Regions from separate parts of the Rattus norvegicus genome. Here region 1 is linked to region 2. The links are chromatin contacts, called in public Hi-C maps. All regions are on one chromosome and are shown on one strand. The core of a region is the stretch at or near the end of the contact, and the rest is flanking DNA. Distances in the headings are between cores, read along the strand shown. Region 1 holds the start of Bcl2l11 (Bcl2-like 11). Region 2 holds the start of Bub1 (BUB1 mitotic checkpoint serine/threonine kinase).

What was found. Hi-C and Micro-C count contacts between places; a contact is called where the count stands out from the background.
Region 1: a contact with region 2 is called in a Hi-C map of liver, with 4 times the contacts expected there. The contact joins the promoter of Bcl2l11 here to the promoter of Bub1 in region 2. A contact is called at or near these places in 3 of 12 Hi-C or Micro-C datasets (Schwann cells, liver and mammary epithelial cells).

The regions. Positions count from the first base shown.
Region 1 is chr3:135,815,924-135,821,773 of GRCr8, forward strand. It overlaps Bcl2l11 (Bcl2-like 11), which reads left to right and starts at 4,119. Exons shown (of 4, transcript NM_171988.3): 1 at 4,119-4,368. Acoxl (acyl-CoA oxidase-like) reads left to right here. Exons shown (of 19, transcript NM_001415677.1): 19 at 1,088-4,368. The coding sequence ends at 1,276.
Region 2 is chr3:135,500,524-135,506,466 of GRCr8, forward strand. Bub1 (BUB1 mitotic checkpoint serine/threonine kinase) reads right to left here and starts at 4,398. Exons shown (of 25, transcript NM_001106507.1): 1 at 4,074-4,398; 2 at 1,767-1,826; 3 at 1,546-1,684. The coding sequence starts at 4,099.

The DNA of each region.
Region 1 (5,850 bases), core at 2,869-5,368, 320 kb after region 2:
GTGAAGAATGAAGCTTTTCACTAGAAATCATTGGGAAATAGGGTGCACTTTGAAGGAAGAAGTTCCTGAACATGCCTTCCCCTCCATACTTCTTCCTCCTCTTTCTCTTTTTGGTGAGTCTCCAAAGAGTCTCCATTGTTTCTAAACACCTGAAGTGTTTGGGGGAGGGCTGAGGGGGGGTTCTTAAAATATGGATAGCACACAAGGACAAAGTGGCATCCATAGAAGTGGCTTTTAAAGCCACAAAAAGAAACTATGAGGCCTGGAGGTTGTTGTGGTGCAGTCAGTCAAAGACTTTACAAAGACTTGAAGTGTCAGAGTTCAGTATGAAGTTGCTTAGGGGAAAGGAAAACAGGCCTCTGCCCTTGTTCAGTTCTAGAAAAATAATTCTTTATTTTTGCTTCCTTGTATGGGTGGTGGGTGGATGGTTGGGATGGTGCTGGTGTCTAAATCATAGAAAATGAAAGAGAAACACAGCCCTGGTCTGCAACCTCCCTCCCTTCTTCTAGGAAGTCTGACCTGATGTGCCTGCACTGTCTAGCAGAGTGGGTCGATCACTCGTCGACTTTGCGCAGTTGGAGAGGCCGGGAAGGGACTGACGTCTAGCCTTGGTTTGTTTAGTGGTCCACTGCAGTATCTGGGACCCTCCTTACTGCCTTCTAGACTCTGTTGGCACCTTTCTGGTGAGATGAAGCAGATCTTTTCAGCGGCTCATATATTCAGAAGTTCTTGTCAGTTGCCTCTGTGCGCCAGAGGGTGGCACTCCAGAGGTGGAGAGGAAGGGCGGGAAGAAGGAAGGAGTGGAGAGAAGGCAGCTTTAAGTCTCAGACCTAGGTTTCTAGTTATCAAGATGTCTGAGCCAAGAGCCGCTACCCTCAAACCCTTACGGGGGGGGGGGGGACTTAAGTTTCGGCTCAACCCGGGGGTCAGAGACTTAGAGGTTTTAAAGAAGACACGGCTTGTTTAGAAACAATAACTCCTGTGTTATTTGTGTAACCCAAAATGTTTTGCACTTCTGAGGAGCAGATTGCAAGTCCTCCATAAGCTAGACCACATCTGACCTGTCCCTCTGTGTCATGTCTTGCAGTTGCTGAATTTGTGCGAGTCCGTGAAGGATGACTCCCTGAAGGTGATCTCTGCCTTCAATATTCCACACACCACCATCCACGCACCAACAGCGGGAACCCCCAACACCGGGGCTGCGGAGGCCTTCTCCCCGGCGCCCACGCAGCCACTGGTGCAGAATGGGACGCGGTCTCGACTGGCCAAGCTGTGAGCCAGGCGAGAAATTTAGTGTCCCATCTTCCGAATATTTGGCTAGAACCGGAGCAGAGGGCAAAGTGGCAGATGCAGGGCAACCACCTTGGGGAATTTCATCAGGCAGAGGAGGAGGTCCGGCTAAGGCTGGCAAGGAGCACGACAAGTTGTCCGGGAGAGGGAGCCCTAGATGGACGCCCCAGTAGCATAGTGACTTATCCAGGTCTAGTAACCTCCCTGGCCCTTGCCTTGACTTCTCCCAGCCATGGCCATGGATCCCCAGACAATCGTCTCGCCCACCGCACGGTGCCACCAAAGATCTCTACCGTCAGCGGTGACTCAGATTCACAGAGACTTCGAAAGACATTGGGGCTGGGTGAAAAAAAAATCAAAACATAAAAATCAAACACCCTTAGGCAAAAGGGGTGGAGGAAAGCTCCACCCTCTCCAAGCTCGGGCAAAAGTTCAACAAGGGATGATTAGTGAATCAGACTTGCTCCAACTCTGTGAGGAAATGCGCTGTCGAGAGCGGAGAGCTTAAGCCCGGAGTCGCCCTAGTCTTACCAGGTAGGCGATCTCCGGACCGCAGGATCATGCGCAACAAGTTTCTCCTCGCTAAACTGTTACCTAGCCTTCAGAAAAGCGTACGTGTGAAAAGTTTAATATATTAAACGGTAGAAAGGTGCTCCGGCGACTTGGAAAGGTAGGGATGGCGGGTCTGGGGAATAGTTGGAATAAAGTGTTTTTGGAATTTGGAGAGATTACACAGGCGGAAATGAATTTCTCATTTGTGTTCTGACTTGGCGTTGCCCAGTTTCGTTCTCATCTCTAGCCATCGTCTCGATTCCCTTCCTCCACATCGTTGGCAGCCTCGGGAAGGCACCGGTGATCCACTGGCCCTTCCCACCTTGCTCTTCCCCGCCGTCAACTCCGATCCCAGGAGTTCTCCCGACCCAACCCTAGAAACTGCAAGGGCCCAAATGCCCGCGGCTACCTTACTTGAGGCACTTGGTGGAAGCTCCCCTGACTGCCTTGTTCGCGGGTGATGCAAGAGCCTCCGCCTCCAGCCCGGCTTCCTAATTCAGCCCTAAATAAGAGCACATAGCCCAGTCCGTTGCTTTCCCCAGTGCCTGTAAATTTTCTTTTAGTGTGTCCAGGGTTGCAAAATCGGAAGACTCCAGAGCAACCTGCTCCTACGAAGAAACACCGGAGCTTTCCCCACCCCCAACCCCCCCATCCCTGTGTGGTTCTTCTCTAGTCTAAGGCTGAGGCGCCTGGCTGCCCGCTGAGGGCGTGGAGCAGGCAGACTTGTTACTGGTTTTGGACTCCCGGAGTAGCAGCAGCAGATTGGGCTGCATGGGTGGGATGCCGAGTGGTCGGTCAAGGCACAGTACTGGTTCACAGCCTTGGTCAAGACAGACCTGCATCCATGCCCTTGCCCTGTGCTCTCTTATAGCGATCGTCCCTCACCTCCAGCAAGGCTTTGTCCTGAGCCCCCCAGTTTCCCTGGGAACCAATAACTTCTTAACCAATAACTCGCTCAGGATTCACCTAAGAGCCAAGATTTAGCCTGGGGCTTTGCTGTGTCACCGTGACGTTAGGTCCGCTTATAAACATCAAAATGACCAAGATGGTCCAACGGTGGGACGACAGGCCACCTGACACTTGTTCCTCATGAAAAGGCCATGTCCCTCTTGCTGCCAGCCTGGATGCAGGTTGGGTAGCCCTTAAATCGAGTTTCTTTAATCCTCACGTGTGGGGACGATCCATTTCCAGACCAGCTACTCTCGGCCGCCGCTGTGAGAGAAGAGGTTGGGGGTGGGGACGCACATGGCACCATTGACTTCGAGACTTCGGTTAGGGTCACGAAGGCCTCAGGAGGGTCAGGGGATTTTTCAACCCCCTTCTGGCTTTCCTAGCTTGCCCTGAATTCCGCTGTTCCGCGGCCGCCAGCTTCAGCGGGCCGATGGGTAGACAGTTCCAGGCGGTACTCTGTGAGCCCAATAAATTTTGAGGATCCCAGTACAGCTCATGGCGCAACAGTCTTTATTTGGTAGCCCACCTCCTTTTCCTTGTTTATTCTTTTCGAGTTAACTTTCTCATTCCCCTATTTTATCTGCTTTATCGTGCACGCCCATCGCTCCCCGAAGCCTCCCTGGTCTCTCAACTGTCCTTCCCACCACCAGCTCTGCACTGGGGAAACAAACATATAGAACACAAAAACAACAACAACAAAACAAAACAACACACACACACACACACACACACACACACACACAAAACCAGGGAGAGCCTAAATGAGGACAGAAGGCGGCGGTGATGAAGAGTCCCGCTTGTGGCATAGCCGAGGAAGGGCAAGCATCTTTCTGATCTGGGTCCCCGGAGGCCAGGAATTCTTGGAAAGGACAGTACCCATCCTTGCACCAATCTAGTCCCTTTGGTTTGGGGCTGAGAAGCTCCGCAAACCAAGGGAGCAGGGGCGCCTCCTGAGGCTTCCAACTGGCGGCCGCGGCCAGGCTGGACACAGAGCAGCGTGCCCTGAGCGCCCCCTAAGTTCCGCTCTGCGAGGTGGCCGCCACGGGCGGACCGGGAGGGGCGGGTACATTCTGAGTGGAGGATGGGCGTGCATGCAGCTGCCCACAGGCCAAGTCACTAGGGTAAACACGCCGGGGTGGGCGGCGCACGCAAACTGCAGGACAGCCGGTGGGGCCACCCTCCCCACTACCTGTCGCAGCCTGCACGCGCCAGCGGCCTGGGGGCCGTGGGGGGTGGGACTTACCTTCCGGCTTGCCCGGGCCGGACTGAGCGGGGGGCGGAGCCCGCGGTGATTGGGCGCCGGAGCGGGGGCTCAGTAAGAGCAGAGTGGCTGGGGCAGGCTGCTTTCACTTCGCTCCCCGCAGGCACTGGGTCAACAGCTTGTTGGAGCTCTGCGGTCCTTGCCGCCGCCGCCGTTGTCGTTGCAGTCACCGGATTCCTGCAGCCGCTCCGCGAGCTGTGTTCCACTTGGATTCACACCACCTCCGCTGCCCCCGCCGCCACCGCCTCGGCGCCCTTCCCCTGGCCCTCGTCCACCCAATGTCTGACTCTGATTCTCGGACTGAGAAACGCAAGGTAAACACTCCTCGACTCCCGGGGCGCAGGCTGGGGATGGATAGAAGACAGGCGCCGCAGCCACCTCTGCGGCTTCATCTGTCTCTGGTGTCGCACGTGCGGGTGGAGGCGCTGGTTTGTCCCGCGTGGCGCGCGGCTGCAGGAGGCGAACGCTGGGAGTCGGGTCGAGGTCTCTGCGTGCCAAGGCACTTCTGGGGAAGGGTCGTGGGCACAGAAGCTGCGGGCTCTTAGCCGAAGACCGGGTTGGGCCGGGATGCTGCACGAGGGGCCGCTGAGGCATCTCTCGCGGGCCAGGAGGGCGCGTGGTCTCGGCTTGGAGCGGAGGTCCCGCTTCGTAGTGCCCGTAGTGCGTCCAGCCGGGAAGCGTCGCCGCGACCCAGACGGCCCGGGAGAAGTAGCCGCGCAGTAGCGGCGGGCGGGTAGACTTAACTCTTCGCTGGCGCGGGTTCATTGCGGAGGTTTGAGTATTAAAATCACACGCGCCCAGACTTTGCTTGTACTCACTCAAGCCAGTTTGGCCACAGTGGTCAATTTCGCCTTTCCGGATGTCGCGGGCGGCCCGGTTCTTTTTGCGAGCGTCCTGTGGATATTGAGGAGCGCCGTATCTACAGGAGACAAGAGACCCCGTAAGCCCCCTAGGATCACTTAGGCTACGCGTGTTCCGAGCTCCAGCCAGCTGACTGCCCTGTCTACTCCTTCTAGCCCGATCGCACCAAGACCCAGTCGCATAGGCTAGCGGACCCCTGAGCTCGCGAGCCTAATGCACCCGAGGCAGGCACTGCTTGTGCAAGGCTAACTGAACAGTGGGGGCGGAGGTCTGGATGTGCACGCCCGAGACCGGAGAGGGTCGTTCATATTTGGTGCATGTCGGTAGCACATGGGGGCACAGCAGGTGAAGTTGCTAAGAAGTTCGGCTAGGGACTGCGGGGGCCGTTAGGGCCTTTGCCCGGAGTGGCCTGGAGTGTGATCGTGGCCCCATGCGGATCTCCGAGGGGTGCGGGTCTCGCTTTGTCTCTAATGTCCCGATGCCTTGGCGGCGGGAATTCCCGCAAGGCGCGCGGCGTCCGGGCCGGGCCCTGGGGCGGGGCGGGGCGCAAAGCAAAGCAGCCCGGCCCCCTAAGTTCCAGCCGTAGCTGCGGCGGCCGGCACAGTCTGCGCGGCGCTGGGAGGCGAGTTTGTCAACAATCGCCTTGCCTTCGGCTGCCTGACCCGTAGGCGCCGCCCCCGCCGCCTCTGCCCATTGGTTACGGTGAGGAGCGACTGCGCGCGGGCCAATGGGGAGCACTAGCAGCCGGCGCCAGGGGCGCAGGGCTGGCGGTGCCCGCGCGGCGGCGGGAGCTGCGCGCGAGGGGCGGAGCGGGAGGAGGCGGAGGATGATCCCGGCGGTGGCCGGTGCAGCGCGAGCCAGAGGCGCGGCGCGCGAAACCTTGGGCTCCCCGGCGGAGCGTGGCGGAGGGCGGACGGGCAGGCGAGGGGCCCTGG
Region 2 (5,943 bases), core at 3,148-5,647:
TTAAAACTTTTAAGTTTAAATATATTTTGATCATATTCTTCTCCCTACATACTCAATTTTAAGGTCTCAAAAAAAAAAAATCAAACAAAAGAACCAAAACAAACAAAAATTACAGTAACATAACCCCAAAACCTAAAAAACAAAATACATCAACACTAAAAAGAAAAAAACAAGAACAAAAAAACAAACCAAATAAAAGCAAAAAACCGTGGAGTCCATTATTTGTTGGTCAACTACTCCTGAGCATGAGCCTACCCTGGAGTGTTGATATGCCCAGCGTCATTCCATTTGAGAAAACAGATTCTCCCTCTCCCAGTAGGTATGACAGTTCAGTTGTTAATTTTTACCCTAGTAGCTAGGTTTTCATTTGTTCATTCATACATTCATCTTTAAAAATTTAACAAAATAAAGTAAAATAAGGTGAAAAAAAAAACCCAATCTCATCGAAATTGGATAAGACAAACCAAAAGAAGGAAAAGAGCCCAAGAGAAGGAAGGGACAAGAGTCTGAGACCTGCTTGTGTGCACATTCAGGAATCCCATAGAAACACTAAACTGGAAGCCATAATATAAACACAGAATCCCACTCTCTTAAAGTCTGAGACTGCCTCCTTCTTTTAGCATTATATTTAGTCTCTGAGTTAATTTAGTCTCTGAGTTAAATTTTCTTTTACTAGTTATTATTGTTATATACTAGCTATTATAGTTATATACTAGTTATATGTAGCTATATGTTATATAGTTATATATTATATAGTCATATATAATACTATATGGTATATATACTAGTTATGATGTATAACTATATATTACGGTTAAAATATTTTTTGATATTTAACACTCAGTTAACATTTATTTACTATACTCATGACGAATTTGATTCATTCCCAGAGTCTCTTAGCACCCAAGAGCTCCTGCTTATCATCTCACCCTAAAGCACGTTTTTCTTCTCTCTTTTTCCTTTTCTTTTCGAGACAGGGCCTTGCTACATAGCCGTGGCTGTTCTAGAACTTTCTCTGTAGACTAGGCTGGCAGAAAATGCAGGTTTGCCTGCCTCTCTCCCAAGTGAGCTACAACTGACCCCAACCAGATTTCTTATCTAACAATCCATTTAACTTTTAGTTCCTATCTCATGTTGGAACATTTAGACATATGAAATAAAGAGAGGCTTTAAAATTAAATCACTGATTCTTCAGTGCTTTAGAAGCCAAGGCTCTAAAATACATACTTCTGACTACATAACTTTTAAAACATTCATGAATTAAAAGCAAGAAATTGATATTTAAAAAAGGCAGTCTAAAATGATCTTAACAAGAAGGAGTCCAAAAGCCAGCCAATTGTTGGGCACTCCTTTAATCCCAGCACTTGGAGGCAGAGGTAGGTGAATCTTTTTGAGTTCCAGTCCAGCCTAGTCTACAGAGTGAGTTTTAGGATAGCCAGGGCTACAAAGAAAAACCCTGTCTTAACCCCCCTTACCCCCAAAAAGCAAGGGAGAGAACCAGAAGTAAAACATTATATTTAGCTGTCTACCTGAAATTATACTTACAAATTTTAAGCAATAACTGATGAATCTTGAATCATTGTGGTAGTTCTTCTTATCTAAGAATTCCTTCATTAAATGTTCTAATATTGTCACCAAGTGTTCTTTATTGTCAGGAAAATTTTCTTCTACCCACTTCATAAAGCTAGAAAAATATGGATATTAGTTTTCCACAGGGTAGCATATGGTTCCTTTGTTTAAAGGAAAACAAACAAACATGCACTAACCTTTCCCATTCTCCAAGTGGGTCATTACCCTTGTAGCTTTGCATATGGGCTTCAAACATACTAGAACACAAAAGTACAGACATGAAAGGAGGAATAATTCCTGGATGCCAAAGATATATTTGATTCTACATTATGTTATCTATATACTTGAGAGTGGAAATCCTGAATATCAACCAAAATATCACATAAAAGAGCAATCATTCAGAGGTGTTCAGAAAAGTCAGAATCAGTATTTGCCTCAAAGTCTATCTAGACTTGGTGATCCCAATGTCATTGCTCCCCAGTGGTATTGAGACAAGCGATACTTAGGCCCTTATTTCTCAGGAGCATAGGTAAGTTAGGGGGTTAGAATAAGATCCAAAGAAAGCCTCTCCTCTGGTGTGACAGCCCCAATACTACAATTTGGAGTTTCCAGAGACTGTTTGCTTGAGTCCAAATCTAACATTGTCCCAAAGGATAAGCACATGATGACAGTGCTGATAAATACCCATAGAGCTCCCAGAGGATTTTGCTTTTCTTACTTCCACAATACCTAACCACAGTTTAATTAGTCAGGCAAACAAATCAAGTCCTAACAACTTCACGTGCTAGTGGGGTAAACAAACAAAAACATAAAAAAATAGTACCATGTTTCATTGACTGTTAAATAGAAAAGGGAGGCAAGTTAAGTGGTAAGAGTGGGCACGAGTTATCCTTAAGGAATCAAAATTAGTGTAAAAAGGTGTAAAGTGTAAAGAGGCAAGCTCTATCTGCATTTTTTAAAATTTTATTTATTTTATGTATGTGGTACACTGTTGCTGTCTTTAGACACACCAGAAGAGGGTATCGGATCCCATTACAGATGGTTGTGAGACACCATGTGGTTGCTGGGAATTAAACTCAGGACTTCTAGAAGAACTGTCAGTGCTCTGAACAGCCGAGCCATCTCTCCAGCATTTTAAAATGTCTTCTTTGTTCCTTTACATAAAGGGGTAGGGGTGGAACTATAAATAGGAATCAGTTCAGAAGTTATGGCACAGTCCTAATAGGTAGTAAGTAAGGGTGAGAATAGCATATGTACAACTACAGAGAGAGGGAAGATGGGAATCAACTGTATTTTCAGTATGAATCCAGTTGAGAAACACTCATAGGTTTTTAAATTGAGAAATGAGATTAGGAGAGAAAGAATTTAAAAGTAGTATTTTTGTAGATGATGAGAAAATCTATCTCAAAATATATTTCATTGGCATACTGAAATCACTTAGAGAAACTGCAAAGGCTGTCTCATGATTTTGTGGGCAGTAGTAGTATAGATTTTAGTAATGTCTTTTTTTTTTTTTTTAAAGATCAAGGTCTCTCACTTTTTTCACTTAAAAGGAACACATTTTGGATTCCTTTTAGCATGTCTGAAATGTCAGCACAACTTCTTTGTTTATAAGTTCTTATTTAGCAAAATAAGATATACAAATATTTGTCCAAGGTAAACATTGAATAACCTTACACCAACCACATCTCCTGGGAAAATCGCTTAAACACACTGTAACTTAATGCTAAAACATCAAATTAGCCTTTAAAAATCAAAATACCTAGTTACTTTTTTAGAATGGGGAGGGGAGATCCTTAGTCGATCTGATCAAAAGTTAAATTGCTTAACGCCAACAGATTTTGGATATCTTACTTATCTAATACCTAAAGGACTGATAAAAATAAAAATTGTATTTCTTGTAACATCTGATTTAACAGTTTTAAAATGGCTTACCATCACAGGCTGGGTAAGTCACCTAAGTGCACCCCATCCCAGTCCAAAAAATAAAAAAGTAAAAAAGCAATCAGTGTGGTAATCTTAAAAAAAAAAAAAAAATCTGGTTGCAGGAAGATTTAAATGACTTAATAGCAAGCATTTTTTCCATAAAGTTCAGCTTCAACTTTTGTTTCTTACATATCGAGAAATAGTAAATTTTTTCCTTAGTTGGGTGGCGTTTTTACCAGAGATTTTGTAATTTTCTCCAAAAATCTCACCACCCTAGTTTGGGTTTTGAGGGCAGGGCGTTCCTCGCATTTGGACCGAGTTCTCCATGGACACACGTGACTTCTGAAGGTCTGGCAGACTGCCCAAATCCCAAATCCTGTGCACAAAACAGTAACCGGCTGCAGCTTGCACCTCTACGCGAGTGAGCCGGGGGCCGCCGCCTTGCCTGAGGCCTGGTGTGGCAAACCCACTGAGGAAGCAGCGCTGAGGAGAAAGCGCTCCTGAGGGACCCGCACTCCAACCGTCCGGACCGGCACTCAGTCCGGCTCGCGCTCTCACTCCACCTGAACGACACTTACCGAAAGACATTTCCGAGGTTGTCCATGACGAGAAAAAGCGCGCAGCGGTGAAATACCCCATCAGCCGCCGACTAAACACCCCATCAGCCCCCACCCCGAGCCTCGAAGGCGGCCAGCGATTCGAATTCCCCGCGCAGCCGCACTTGTAATGTCGAGCGTTGGCAGCGCGCCTGACTATTGGTTTCCGCTGCGGGAAAGTTGGCCAATCGCTGCGCCCGTTGCTGGGAGACAAAGTCCCGCCCCCACCCCCTCGCCCTCCTCAGCCGTTCTTTCACTTGCCCTTAGGCCTTTAGTGAATCCTAGGCTAGGTGCTGGCTGAGGTCAGGTTCGTTTCCGTTCTAGTGAGACAATAACCATTTTTTTTTAAACATAGGGATTATTGTTATTATTTTTTAAACTGTAGGAATTGCAACTGGTTTACAGTATTACACTATCAGGCTGAACGCGACGATTCTGTGACTGGAACTGCTTTGAGCCTTCCTGGGTCTTGAGAGTCGCGAATTTTTGTTCTCTTTGCTTAACTAACAGAAATTGCATGGCTGGTGAGCTGGCTCAGTGAATAAAAGCATCCATAAGGTGGAAGGAAACAAAACCAACTTCCTCAAGTTGTCCTCTGATTTCCACACGCATGCCGTGGTACATACTCGTATAACAAATAAGAAAACCACACTCATGTCGGGTTCATGAATGAAGAAAAATAGCCCTGTTTGTAGGACCGTGTATGTGTGTGTGTGTTCCAGAGTTCTGTGGGATCCTGCGCCTTTGGCCTCTGCCAGCACCTGCACATACTAGGTTCAGATAAAGTCACACTCACACATATTCGTATAATAATATTCGTAAAATATTCATAATAACTTTGTAAAGAGTCCGGATGTCCAAGAATAAATATTTAACGTGTTCATGTGTTCTGAGAGTGAGTTGAGAAATAATCTAGTCTTCTCTGCCTCTTGAGTTTTAATAATTTCCCACTTTGCCTCTCTAGGGTCACTTGACCAAAGCAAGTAGAACATAAAAGGCTCGTGTGATTACTTACCTTCCTGCTTCTAAAGGTCCTGGGAGTTTCAGCTTCCTTAAGTTGATAGACTGAGAGACATTTCCTAACCTAGAGAAAAGAATTATGAGTGACTTCTCATTTGATTTCTTAGACTCACTAGAGGGATATTCCTGACATGTTTTTATAGCTGCACACTAAAATATTGTCTGTGATCATGATATTGGCAGATGTCAGAATTGGTCAACACCACTAGAGGGAGTTCCAGGTTCTTGCATTCCTAGTATATAGTAACAAGCAAAGTGAAGAATACACTCCCAGGACCTCCGGAAAAGCCATCTGAGTTCAAACCCCAGCAACCACATGGTGGCTCACAACCATCTGTAATGGGATCAGATGCCCTCTTCTGGTATGTCTGAAGTCAGCTATAGTGTACTTATATATAAAAAATAAATTAAAAAAAAAAAGAATATACTTCCAAACTGGGTTGTGGTGGCACATGCCTTTAGTCCCAGCACTCAGAAGGCAGAGAAAAAGCAGATCTCTGAGTTCCAGGTCAGTCTGGTCTGCAGAGTGAGTTCCAGGATGGCCAGGGCTACACAGAGAAACCCTAAAGCCTAAAGCAGAAAGAAGGCTTATAGAAACTCAATAAAGGCCATCCAAAGGATTGGGACTTTCATGCCACATTCTCTGGGGTTTTGGGTCATCTTCATAGCATGAGATTGCTTGTGCATGCCGCGTTACATGAGGTTGTCTTTACAAATTCATGCATGGCATGTCTCATTAGTATTTCAGTATTAAAATGTTACCTTCAGGCATGGGATGGGGGTGGGAAATGAGGGGTGGGTTGGGGGAAGATACTAGTGGCTCTGGCCAGTT